2 separate regions of the Mus musculus genome follow, and region 2 is linked to region 1. The links are chromatin contacts, called in public promoter capture Hi-C maps. All regions are on one chromosome and are shown on one strand. The core of a region is the stretch at or near the end of the contact, and the rest is flanking DNA. Distances in the headings are between cores, read along the strand shown. Region 1 holds the start of Lgi1 (leucine-rich repeat LGI family, member 1). Region 2 holds the start of Cc2d2b (coiled-coil and C2 domain containing 2B).

The links. Promoter capture Hi-C pulls out the DNA fragments that hold promoters and counts their contacts.
Region 2: a contact with region 1 is called in a promoter capture Hi-C map of hippocampal neurons, with 5 times the contacts expected there. A contact is called at or near these places in 2 of 39 promoter capture datasets (hippocampal neurons and liver).

The regions. Positions count from the first base shown.
Region 1 is chr19:38,263,382-38,269,749 of GRCm38.p6, reverse strand. It overlaps Lgi1 (leucine-rich repeat LGI family, member 1), which reads right to left and starts at 5,063. Exons shown (of 8, transcript NM_020278.3): 1 at 4,653-5,063; 2 at 4,104-4,175. The coding sequence starts at 4,867. It overlaps Gm32771 (a long non-coding RNA gene), which reads left to right. Exons shown (of 6, transcript XR_003952844.1): 3 at 419-506; 4 at 1,569-1,649; 5 at 2,836-2,891; 6 at 5,014-5,216.
Region 2 is chr19:40,746,922-40,752,659 of GRCm38.p6, reverse strand. It overlaps Cc2d2b (coiled-coil and C2 domain containing 2B), which reads right to left and starts at 3,843. Exons shown (of 35, transcript NM_001376940.1): 1 at 3,772-3,843.

The DNA.
Region 1 (6,368 bases), core at 3,814-6,313:
GCAGAACGCTTTCAAAGTATGCGTGAAGCCCTAGGTTTGGTCCCCAGAAGCACATAACAGGGTTTGGTGGCCAGGTGTGGGGGTGCACGCCGTTAATCCTAGCACTTGGGACACGAACACAGGAGTATTAGAAGTTCAAGACTCTCCCTGCTAGATTAAAGAGTCTGGAGTATGTAAGACACTGTCTCATTCATAAATAAATAAATTAATTAATAAAAATTCAGACCTATAGATTTTAGGAGAAAAGGGAAATTTTGGGGGAGGGGCAGGGAGCTTCACAGAGCATCTGCTGGACATAAACCAAGACATATTCATCAACATATAACCAGTTAAGAAAGTGTCCTCACACCCTTGAAGCTGACTGGTCTAGCTTGAGTAGTTGTTCAACACTGTCACATTTCATTCTTATTGCTTACAGTAGAGAACCCAGTGGTTTTAAAGGACAAGATCTGCCATGGCATTTCTCTGAACAAATAAGACAGCGAAGGTCCTAATGGAGTACCGTGGTAAGAATAACCTTATTTCTTATGCAAACTATTTCCTTTTCTATTTATTTTGAGTTTTGATTCCTTGTTGATTACATACTTATGTGTCAACTGTGCATTCATTTTGCTAAATGCTATTTTCCCTATATCAAAGGTAAATTCTATGTTTCACTCAAGACCAAATCTCATTGAAAAAAAAAAAGTGGATTTTTTTTTCTGGCTTTATTGAATTTGTACAGTTTTTTGTTATCCATTTGAGAGTTGTACTAAGAACTACTTCTGAGATTCACTGCCAGCAAATAGGAGTGTCTTAGGAGTCAAAGGGCCTTAATTCATTAAAATGTCATAAACAAGTGGCAATGTGGCCACAATTTTTTTCTCTTAAATCTGAGTCTCCCATCATGAGCCTGTATCACTGGGAATTCCAGTCTGTAGTTGGGAAGAAACAGGGCTGTAACGTGTGAAAACACATTTCTCCAAACTGCGTTCAATGAAAGAACCACTCTAGCACAGAGAGCAAGCAGGAATACATAACCATGCTCATTCGTTATGTTTCAGATTGGCCCTGTGAAAAACATGAAGAAGAAAAATGACATTTGCTTGGGAACTTCTCTTTTTTTTTTTTTTTTCCTACACAAAGGGAATGTTTTGTACAGCTGATATGATCGATTTTTATTGGCTCGGTTTAATTTTTCTCTCTTCTCTAATAGAGCATGGGTTTTGTTTCTCTTGTTCTCCAGTGTAGCCTGCCGCACAGCCAGCCACAGTCCTCAGCATCCCTCTTAGCTTAGAGAAGGTCCGAGGAAGCACCTGGGACCAGAACCAGAGTACCAGATTGTAAGAGTGGGTGACAGGGATGGAGTGCCTCATCCTAGATTCCTCCTTCTTTCTCTTTCTTTGAATGAAGGCTGGCTTCAAACTCTAGATCCTCCTGTCTCAGACCTCTCAAGCAACACTACAATGACAGGGCTGCACCACCACACCTAACTGGAACCAGCCATTTCATGTTCTAGCCAAACAAAGAAGCCAACTGCCTTCAACAAAGACGCAGCAGAATTGATCCTAAAGTTGTTCTCTTCACAGATACACAGATCTATGCTCTAGAATTTGTTGCCAACACCACACAATGCTAGTGACACCTGGGACTTCCTGTTCCAATGGCAGGTTGGTAGCAGGTAGGGTTTCTTTCTGTCTGCAGAACATTCTGTCTGCAGTCATAGCATGCCAGAGTCACTGATTTTCTTACTTAGTGAAAAATGCTTTCATTTGGCTTTTTCCTGAGCATATGAGGAAGCAGAGAACATGGGGCAGGTTGCATGGGAAACAAAGTCCTTAAAAACGTGGTCTTGGAGCTTATGCACAAACTTTGTGGTTTTGCATAAAATCGGAATGGCCAAATCTACTCTGCTGAGGTCAGCAATATGAGGTAATGAAGGACATACAGGACAGAACTACTGGCTCCATTGTTACTTCTGAAACCTGAACTGCTTTTAGAAATAAGGGCTGGAATGTTCCATAGGAACTCAGAGCATGGGACAGCGGGGCATGGCACACACTCAGTGTGGGCTATTTAAAACCAGGCTCTTGGCTTCCCTCTGTGATTCTAAATACGTGAAATCCCACTGCCCTACAGCAGCCGGGGACTATTTCTATGACATTGCCTGGCACCTGTGCTCAGAGTGGCTGAGTCTACCCAACAGAAAGAAAGTAGAGTACAGGCCAGGTTTCCAGCGTCTAGCCAATGTCCACCTTGTGTCAGATCGAGAGAGCACTGGGGGACTGAGAGGTCTTGAAAGTTAAGGATTCATTGGACTATCCCAGTTGCCTTAGCACATTTTTTTTAAAAAGCGCATTTTAAACAAGCCATTTATATGACCAATAAATAGTGTAAGCAAAACTGATCGTTTTCTCAGGATCAGCACAGTCTGTAGAAGGAGCCCAGATTTATAGACATTGCCCCTTTCTGAATTATAAAACCTGTTTAAACATGTTTTTTTCTTTGACATGTTAACACTTCCTGTAATCAAACGGATAAATAAACCCTTAGGAACTCTGTACTTAATTGCAATCAACCAAAAGCCTTAGGCAGGAAAGGACAGTAAGAAACCTTGTTACATAATGTCAAAACACCTGATCAAGTTTGTAACGGCAATCAAACAGTCAAGCCAGTTGTAGGATTTCTGACAGACCACAGAATATATTAAGTAACTTTTAGCATTTTATCTTGATGTAGAAAAATTAAAGCTACAGCCTTTATAAAAACATGTAAGACTTTGCCAAGGCCAGTACCCCCACATCTTGGGCTTGATCTAAAGCTGCTTGTAGTGATTCACACCTTTGATCTCCGCAGTGGGGAGGAAAAGGGGAGAACATCAGAAGCTGAAGACCAGCAGAGCTCTTGGCAAGGTCAGTCAGCGTGAACTATGTGAGACCCTTTTTTTTAAAAAAATTAATACTTAAATTTTTATTTCTCTCTGATCACAACACTTCAAAAATATGTCTTATCATTTCCATTTTGTAGATAAGGAAGCTGAGGGGAGAAGAGGGAGAGGGAGAGCTGGTCTGAACAAGACCACATGGCAACATTCCAGTGATTAGTGTGATGAGATTAGTGGGGTGAGATTCGAACACAGGACTCTTCAACTTCAAATGCACAGTGTTTGCCCATGCATAAACACAATGGCTAAGCATGGATGGCAAGGAAACAAATATAAATCTAGAAAGCAAATAAATTAAAAGCTTGGATCTTAATCACACAGTTAAGTAAGATATCTCAAATTCAGCATATGGACAGTCGACTGTGTCTGTTTTGGAAGTGTCTGTCTGCTAATCTATGATTGATGCTGGAGCACCAGAGACCCCTTGACTCTCATGTGATACCCATGAAGAACTAGGCTCCAGTTGCCAAACATTATTCATCAGAACAAATTATACATATTTCATTATCCCTGTAAAGAGGTCTGATTTCCTAGTCCAGTGCTATTTTTGAATATTTTTCAGGCATGGACTGAATATGTGGCTCCCTTGTGGCCATCTCAAAACATAGAACAAGGAGTATTTGCTGTATTAATATCATCTTTTCCTTGCTGTGAGGGGACTAGTTATAAATTAGAAAGCAGCCTCTTGAGAATTCGTATTTTAAGAAATTACCTAGAAAGAACCAAGGGTGTTTTTTTTCCTCTCTCTTTTTCTCCCCACATGGTAAATCATACAGAGACATAGTCTGCCCCAGATCCCCAAGAGACAACATCTTGAGTGCATATGTGATGCTGGGCTCTGAATTGACAAACCCAAGAACTCCAGCGCAAAATAACCGAAGTTCCCCAAGTTAAAAATGAAAGTAAGATCATCAAAATTAGTATTCTTGTTGCATCGTCCCAACAACTTCACAAATAGCCATTAAGCTAGACAGCATCACAGGTAATTGAATTTAAAGAATCAACTTTTATGGTGGATGTGAAGTTACAAATAACCCATCTATCTCCCGCTTTACCCATGTTCTCGCCCCTTTCAGAAGCATCATCACATTCAACAGAAACAATATTAAGCTCGTTTTACTAGAAGGCTTATCCGAATACATGCCATATTAAAAATAGTCATTATATAAATGTTTCTCACAAGAGCTGCAGCGATGGTGTGAATAAGAAACTCCCTTCTGAGATTTCAGTAAAACCAGATCTCACAAAGGATCTGAAAGAAAACAAAACACACACACACACAAAACAAACAGACACACACACAAAGAGACACACACAGAGAATAGATCTTATGTTAATCCAATTTACCATAACAGTTGCTATATTCCCCCACTATTTTATAAAGTACGATTCTGTCCCTTCCTAGAGGAAGCGAGAGAGAGAGAGAGAGAGAGAGAGAGAGAGAGAGAGAGAGAGAGAGAGAGAGAGAGAGAAAGAGAAGCCTGCTCCAGGTGCCTCCGGATAATGTCCAGGGTGGGGGCTAACTAAGCATGATCACTAGCAGCTTATCAAAAAATCACAAATTTTAAATGCAGGAAAATGTTAGTGCTGTCAAATGGTCAGGCATGCAAGAGGAATCTGTCTCACGAGCTCCATGCCCCTCTCAGAATACATACAAACCCCCAAATCCACCAGCTGGATTTTTTCTTTTAAATTGTAAATTAGATATCAAAATGCTTACGGGCCTTACAGTGAGATAACATCAGGAGGAACGGTGCGTGGAATGGATCTCGCATTCTCACATAAAGCGTTATCTTTGCTACAAGTACACACGGCAGGGCATTTTGGCTTCGCTGGTTTCTTCCCCTCAGTCAGCAAAACCACAGAAAAGAGGCATAGGAAATAGGCAATTCTTTTCAGGGGAATGCAGGCATTTCCCATCCTTCTGCTGCTTTCTGATTCCATGCAGTCGAGAGAATATCCCCACACATGAACAGGGCTTCTGGAATTCAGCTGCTGATTGTCTTGCTCTAAGAACAGGTCACATAGGAGTCCACCCTTCTCTGCTTCTCTATCTGCTTTTTTTTTTTTTTTTTTTTTTTTCAAAACAGGGACCTCCAGCTGATTCGTGAGCTGTTCCTCGCTCAGGCAGCGCACTGCTGGGGGAAGAGACCTGTGAGGTGCTGCGAGGTGGGAGCGAGCCAACTGCTGGAGGAAGAGAGCCGACTCACTTCACAGAAAACACTGAGCACAGACCAGTCTTCGAAGGCAAGCGAAGTGATGTAACAGAAAATAAACAGCTTTCTGCTTTCACCGGGAGGCCCTTTAATTGTTACCAAAAATAGGACGGCATTATGTCTTATTAGTGGGTGGGTGGGCGGGCGGGCGGTGGGGCATAGCATCTTAGCATAGGATGTGGGCAATCTCGGGAACCTCTGGGAATTTGCTCTTCATGTAGCAAACAGCCTAGTAAGAAAAACTAGCTTGGGGGACAGTCTTGGCTGGGAAGAGGAAGTTAAATGAAGCTGTCTGCTGTTAAATCCGTGCCTTCCCTGGCAGAGCCCACCTGGTTGATGCCACCGTTGAATGAAAAACCCGTGAACACACGGAGACTGTCAATTTCAGGGGAATACAGTGTGACTGAATACTTCTCTGACACTTATCAACTATTACAAATTATTGATTTTCATAATCCCCCACCACCTTGCACAGCCCACTCCTCCCTCCACGACAGGGAGGCGACAGAATGGTAAGCCGCCCCTGTGTATAATCCAGTCTCCTCCCTTCTTGCTCTCCCTTCTTTGGCAGTGTTCCTTCTAAAAGGCTGGAACGTACTCCCTGCCAGCAGGAGGCAGCCAACTCCAGCTTCCTGGGGCTTTGAAACTGGGTCTGGCTCACCCAGCAGGCTGCAATAAAGTGAAGTGCTAGAGTAAGCTAGAGACCCCACTTGGAGATCCCAGGTCATCTGGAAAGAGCGGATTTTTACAGACAAGGGAGCTATCCTGCCTGTAGAGTGGGGACATTAGGGATGATAGAGACGATAGGACAGATGGTCTCCTCATGACTGTGGGAACCAAATAAAAATCACAGGCTCTTATTGGCATATATCATAGGGAAGAAGAAGACACTCTCTTGGAAAGGGAAGTTTGTTTAAGGACAAAATCAAAATAGTGTGACCTTGGCTGTGAGGTTGTCCAGCCCCAGAGAGTGAAAATATCCTTAGGACAGTAGAAAAGAATGTCCTTTGACCAAGCTGATGGCGGCCATCCCTCATGGTGGCATAGCCACTCTGGTAAGTCAAGCACGGTCCTTCCTTTTCTTGCTTTTAAAAATTGAACGTATAAAATGAATTGTTCGAGTACCCGTGCCTTTATGAGACAAAGCCACCCTTATCAGAGGTCTTTGCCTTGCCATTCTCCCCCCCCCCCCCCCGCCCCTTGTAGCTGACCCTAGGCCAACTTCAGTG
Region 2 (5,738 bases), core at 2,594-5,093, 2.5 Mb before region 1:
TCCTGAATGCTGGAACTAAATATGTTATAAATACACCCTAAGATGGTAGAAAAAAATAGCATATCATCTTTTAAATTTTCAAAATATATAGGAATTCAGTTACATGGCAACAGTAAGAGTAGAAAAAAATGACCAACTATAGATACATTTCACAGAGGCAGAACTCTTTTAATAGTCCTAATAACACATACCAGAGGGGCCCAAAGGTTAAAAGCCCTGCTACGTTTGCAGAGGACCAGGTTCGATTCCCAGCACCCACATGGCAGCTCACAGTCCTCTGTAACTCCAGTTCCAGGGATCTGCTGGCCTCCACAGGCACTGCATGCCAGAGGTGCACATATTTAAAGAAGGCAAAACACTTATATATGTAAAAAAAATAATTAACGTTTTTATATAAAATGATAAACAGCAGCTGTGGTTTAAACAAGAAAGCAATACTGGAGAACTGCACTTAGAAATGGACCTGTGAAGCCAGGCATGGTGGCCCACGTCTTTAATCCCAAGCACTTGGGAGGCAGAGGCAGGCGGATTTCTGAGTTCGAGGCCAGGCTGGTCTACAAAGTGAGTTCCAGGACACCCAGGGCTATAGAGAGAAACCCTGTCTCGAAAAAACAAAACAAGAAAAACAAAACGAAACAAAAAGAAATGGACCTGTGAATGAAGCATTGGCAGCAGACATATATGAGACAAGAGGACTGGACAGGGTGTAAAACTACTGAGTAGATTTGGAATAGAAAAGAGTCAAGTCCAAGTTAGCTAGATTTTTTTTCTTAATTAGTAGATGGGACATTTTAATGATTGGCTTAAGGACACTTAAGATTCTCCCTGCTTATGTGCCAAGATAAAACACAGCAGGAACAAGATGACAAAAATCAGTTCCTAATTTAACTATACTTCTTGATCTCCAACATCTTCTAAAATGAACCCCAAGCCCACCATGATGCTTCACACCCATAATTCTAACATCAAGGAGGCTGAAGCAGGAAGGTCCTAAACTGTTCTTCATGAGGAGACCCTGTCTCAGAACACCAATAAACACACAATAAAATAAACTTCAAACAAATACCTGGTTTCTGGTGCCTCTACAAATTTTGTTCATAAACCACAGAAAACAACCTCTGCATAACAAAACTCTAATGATTTATTAAAATAAAACAGAGCACTCAAAATATTAAACTTTTTTTTACAGCTCTAAAGCTGTCTTTAGCCTATTTATAGTCCACAAAGGACATAAGATAAATAAACAGATGGTTATCAACAAGACAGAGCTGGATGAAAATCATATCTGCTATACTCCTACAGTTTGACATTCTCTGTTACAAAGCTGGCTTGTGAGTGAAGGCCAACCCTCTCTTTCAGAATATTGTCATTAATTTTTGCAATGAAACCTTCTTCTAAAGGGTAAGGAAACTGGGGATTAACGATTTCTGTATCAGATGCCCTACAAGTCCAGTGCCAAAACACAAGTGAAGCCAGAGTTCTTGATCCACAGCAAGCAGATGGCAAATGTATTAGTAAAAGGTTTTACTCTTTGGCTGCCACTTAGAAACCCCTGAATGCTAGGAAGGGAGAGATGGCTCAGTAGCTAACAGTGATTCCAGAAATATGTTTCTCCCTGGGCTTGTTTGTTTGTTCATGACAGGGTTTCTCAGTGCAGCTCTGGCTGTCCTGGAACTCACTCTGTCCACCAGGCTGGCCTGCTTCTCTGTGGGTTCTTACTGGACCTCTTAAAATGTACTAATGTCCCCTTGTTCTTGCTTAGAACAGACTTCAGTCCAGTGTGGCTGTAGGTTTCCTCTTTCGCTGAGTGGATCCACTGTCATACAGTTCGACACTTCTAGTTTTGTTTTTTTTTAATTTAATATTTTAATTATTTACTTTACATCACAATCACGCCTCCCTCCCCTAATTCCCCAATCCCATCCCCCTCTCCTCTGAGCAGGTGGGGGCCCCTTGGGTATCCCCCTACCTTGGCACTTCAAGTCTTTGCAAAGCTAGGAGCTTCTTCTCCCACTGAGGCCAGACAAGGCAGCCCAGCTAGAAGAACATATCCCTCGTACAGGCAAATAAACTCTGCAACTGACGAGATGAGGAGGAGGGGGCATCTCCAAGAGAGACAGAGAACTGGGATAAGAAAGGCACCCAAGAATCAATGGGAGTGACCTTAGCTGTGACTCACAACTTTGGGGATATGGAACTTGACAAGACCACTTCCCATTAGCCAGGCAGGAACCCCGGTGGAGCCATTAGAGACACCAACCCACCCACCAAACTTTCAACCCCAAATTTATCCTGTCTATTAGAAATGTAGGCCCCAGGGATGGAGCAGAGACTGAGGGAATGGCCAATAAGAACTGTCCCAACTTGAGACCCAGCCAACGGGGCAAGCACCAATCCCTGACACTATTAATGATACTCTGTTATGCTTGCAGACAGTTGTGTTTCTTATGTCGCGTTCTTCAGAATTTCTTTTATTTGAGCTAGAACGTTGTGCCAAAAAAAATATATTCCAATAAAAATTCAAACAGTGGGCTGCATTTTGTCCAAATAAAAATCCACTAAACACATAGCATCAACTATCCTTTAGGAGCAGGTTACAGAAAAAGCAGAATTTAACAAAAGCCTCCCACCAGCCATATTCTTTAATAAGCATCAGGACCCTCAGATATTTTACTACCTGACAGGTTCAGAAATTCTTATCTTTTACTTATCTGTGATTTTTCCCCCTAAATCAAGAAGTGGGAATCTCGGCCCAGGCTCAGCTGGAGATGCATGTCTGAAATCCTAACACAGGAGAAGCTGAGACAGGAGGACCCAAGGAATGCATGCATGGCCCGAAAAGAAACCTTCTGAACTGTAAACTGGTATCTTTGGGAAACATCAAAACCAAGTTCCCTGTGCTCTCAAGACCAAGAAGATTTCACTTCTGCCCCTTTGCCCCCTCAAAGCCCTACAGCATGGTTTGAGGAAGGCGTGCAGGTGACACAGATTGTCCTATGGACTGAAGGCTTGTATCTAACACACCCAAGGCAATGTAATGATGCTACCTGGAAACTGATCTTGAGAATTATCAGAGTGCACTGGATTACCGACGGAGCACGGACACCGGGTCTAGTGAAACTGGCGAGAGTCCTGTGCTGTTTATATTCTAGGTCGAAGAGCCATCTCTGGGTCTGGACTCCAGTCTCAATTGGAGAAACCCTGAGGCCCTTCTCAGTGCGAGGGCCCTCGGGCCACACTTGCCACCTAGGGGTGAAGCAAGACTGCTTTTTCCTGGTCATCACTTTGCTTTGAGTTTTGTAACTTTTCTCAATGGACTGCACGCCACATTTCGAGCCTAATTCGCATCCTGTAGTCTTCTAGGGACTTTCTCCTAGCTCTTGTACCTGCCTTCTGTCAGTACTTACCTTGAAGTAAGTTCCGCTTGAAGTAAATTACCTTGAAGTAGTTCCGCTGATTCTAAGGTGTTGTCCTAATGCTTACCCTAGCAAAGAGTTCAACTCCAGCCGCCCAGCCTCCTCCACTCAGGAAATATTTTTCTGACCGGAACTTAATCCAAACCCCTCCCTGACCTCGAAGCTGTGAAATGTACACGTTTTCACCCCTATTCCTAAAACCGGGATGACTGGCAGGTGGCGCGGTTCCGTGCCCTCTCTTGCCACTTCACCTAGTTGCCTTGTTATCCCAGCCCCAGGATTCCGCACAGAGGAGGGGTGCATCCCCAGTGTACTCTGGTACCGTCATGGGGACCTTGAGAGATAAGACATTCACCTGATGGACACTGCTTTTCGATGCGTCTGGGAAGTGAAGACAGATCCTGAGCAGCTATCAACGCCTACAGCCGAAGAGCATGCGCAGTGCGAGCGTTTTTGCCCTCTGCCCCTCCCCTCCCCAGCCATCTGGTTCTGATCCAGCCTCAGTGCATGAGATCTCCTCGTGCACCTGAGCTAACCCTCCCCCCCCCCCCCGCATCCCTCGGGCCTCTCTTGCCCCTCCCTTTGGGGTGGGGGTTAGTGGCGGCTTAAGAACTGCATGCGCCACGCCACGGAGAGGGGACAGGAGAGCGGGTGCGCAGTGTGGATGCTTTTCATTTCAAGAGACTGGTGTCTGGCCCCATGCCACAGCCCTCAGTGCAAACAATTTTTTTTTCAGAGCTTGCAATTCGTGTCACAAATTTAATATCTTTTAAGTCTTGGGCTGGGTGCTGGAGAGCAAGCGATGAGGAGCACTTACTGCCCTTACAGAGGCCCGCGTCCCAGCACCCAGTTAGGTGGCCCACAACCGCCTGCCTGTAACTCCTGATGCCCTCTTCTGGCCTGGCTAGCACCTGCATTCACACATATACATATCCTCCCACACCCATAGAAACATAATTAAAAATAAAATAAATCTATGAAGGAGAAGTAGTGGTAGTTTGGGGCTGGGGAGATGGCTCAGCACATAGACTGTAATGTCAGTGAAGTTAAGATTCCCTGAACCCACGTAAGGCCAGGCAAGTGTGGAGACAGCCGCAGGAATCCCCCAGGGCAAGCTCTGGGTTCCAGAAGAGAGCAAAGTCTCAGCAAATAAAGTGTAGTATGATGGCAGAAGACAACCAGCGTCACACTGTGGCCTCCGCAAGCCGACCTACACCACGAACGCACCATCGCAGGCAGTAAATGAATAAACAAATCAAACAGCGGTATGTCCCCACCCTGCAAGCCTCTTTGTTCCTTGTTAAAATAATGATGACCTAAACAGAACTGATACAGTTGGGAGTTTGCAAGTGGGGCTGAGCACAGTGATGTGTGTCCCTTCATTCCAATATGCTGTTTTTATGAACCTCTTTCTGTGTCCGCCCCATTGAGCCGTTAGCCTGAGATTCTGAAGACACTTAGGAGGTCTTTAAAACTTAACGGGCCTCGAGAAAAGGGACGTAGGGAAATAGAGCAGCTGCAAAGGTGACTGCCCAGGCGAGGTAGAGACCCTGCGGCACAAGGGAACGAACTCAGAAGTTCCACTTGCCTCATTATCTGAAAAAGCAAACAAACAAAAAACGACTTACTGTTAACTGTGTCCACGCCTCAAAATTTATTTGGACAAATTCTCATTCCAAATAAAATCCTTGTTGTCTAGGGCTCATCTGGTATAGCAATTTAAGAGCAATGGTGGTAGATTCTTGTCGTTTGGGTTGTGAGCTTAGCCCTTAGGGGCCAGGCCATCTCTACAGTCCAACAGCAGAGTCAGAAAGCAGAGTCAAGAGTGTTTCCCTTACATACTGATGTCACGGATTAAATGGGAAATGTCTGCATGTTGCAAGCATCACAGAATATGATGAACTTTAAGAACATTTAATTTCCAGGATTATCAACCAGTGCTATGCATTTTTTAAAAGTACACATGGTGTGTGTGTGTGTGTGTGTGTGTGTGTGTGTGTGTGTGTGCTACAATGTATTATTGCTATTATACCTAAGCATTAAGTATATGGGTCCAAATACCTAAGTCAAGATAATGTAGGATTCAAGATCTCCTACCAAAGAGTTTATCGAACAGATGTTGAGGAATTCTAAATATTTTCAAGGTTAAAGAGCATTTCCTATCAGAGGGGAGGGAGTCGGAGTAAGAATTGACATCCAGTAGATATTTCAAACTAGTGGTCTAATCTCACATGCAGAACTGTTTTGATTCAGGCTATAATATATTTTTTTAACTGCTCTAGCTACAGATCAGATTTCATAGAACATTTTTAATTTCTTGGC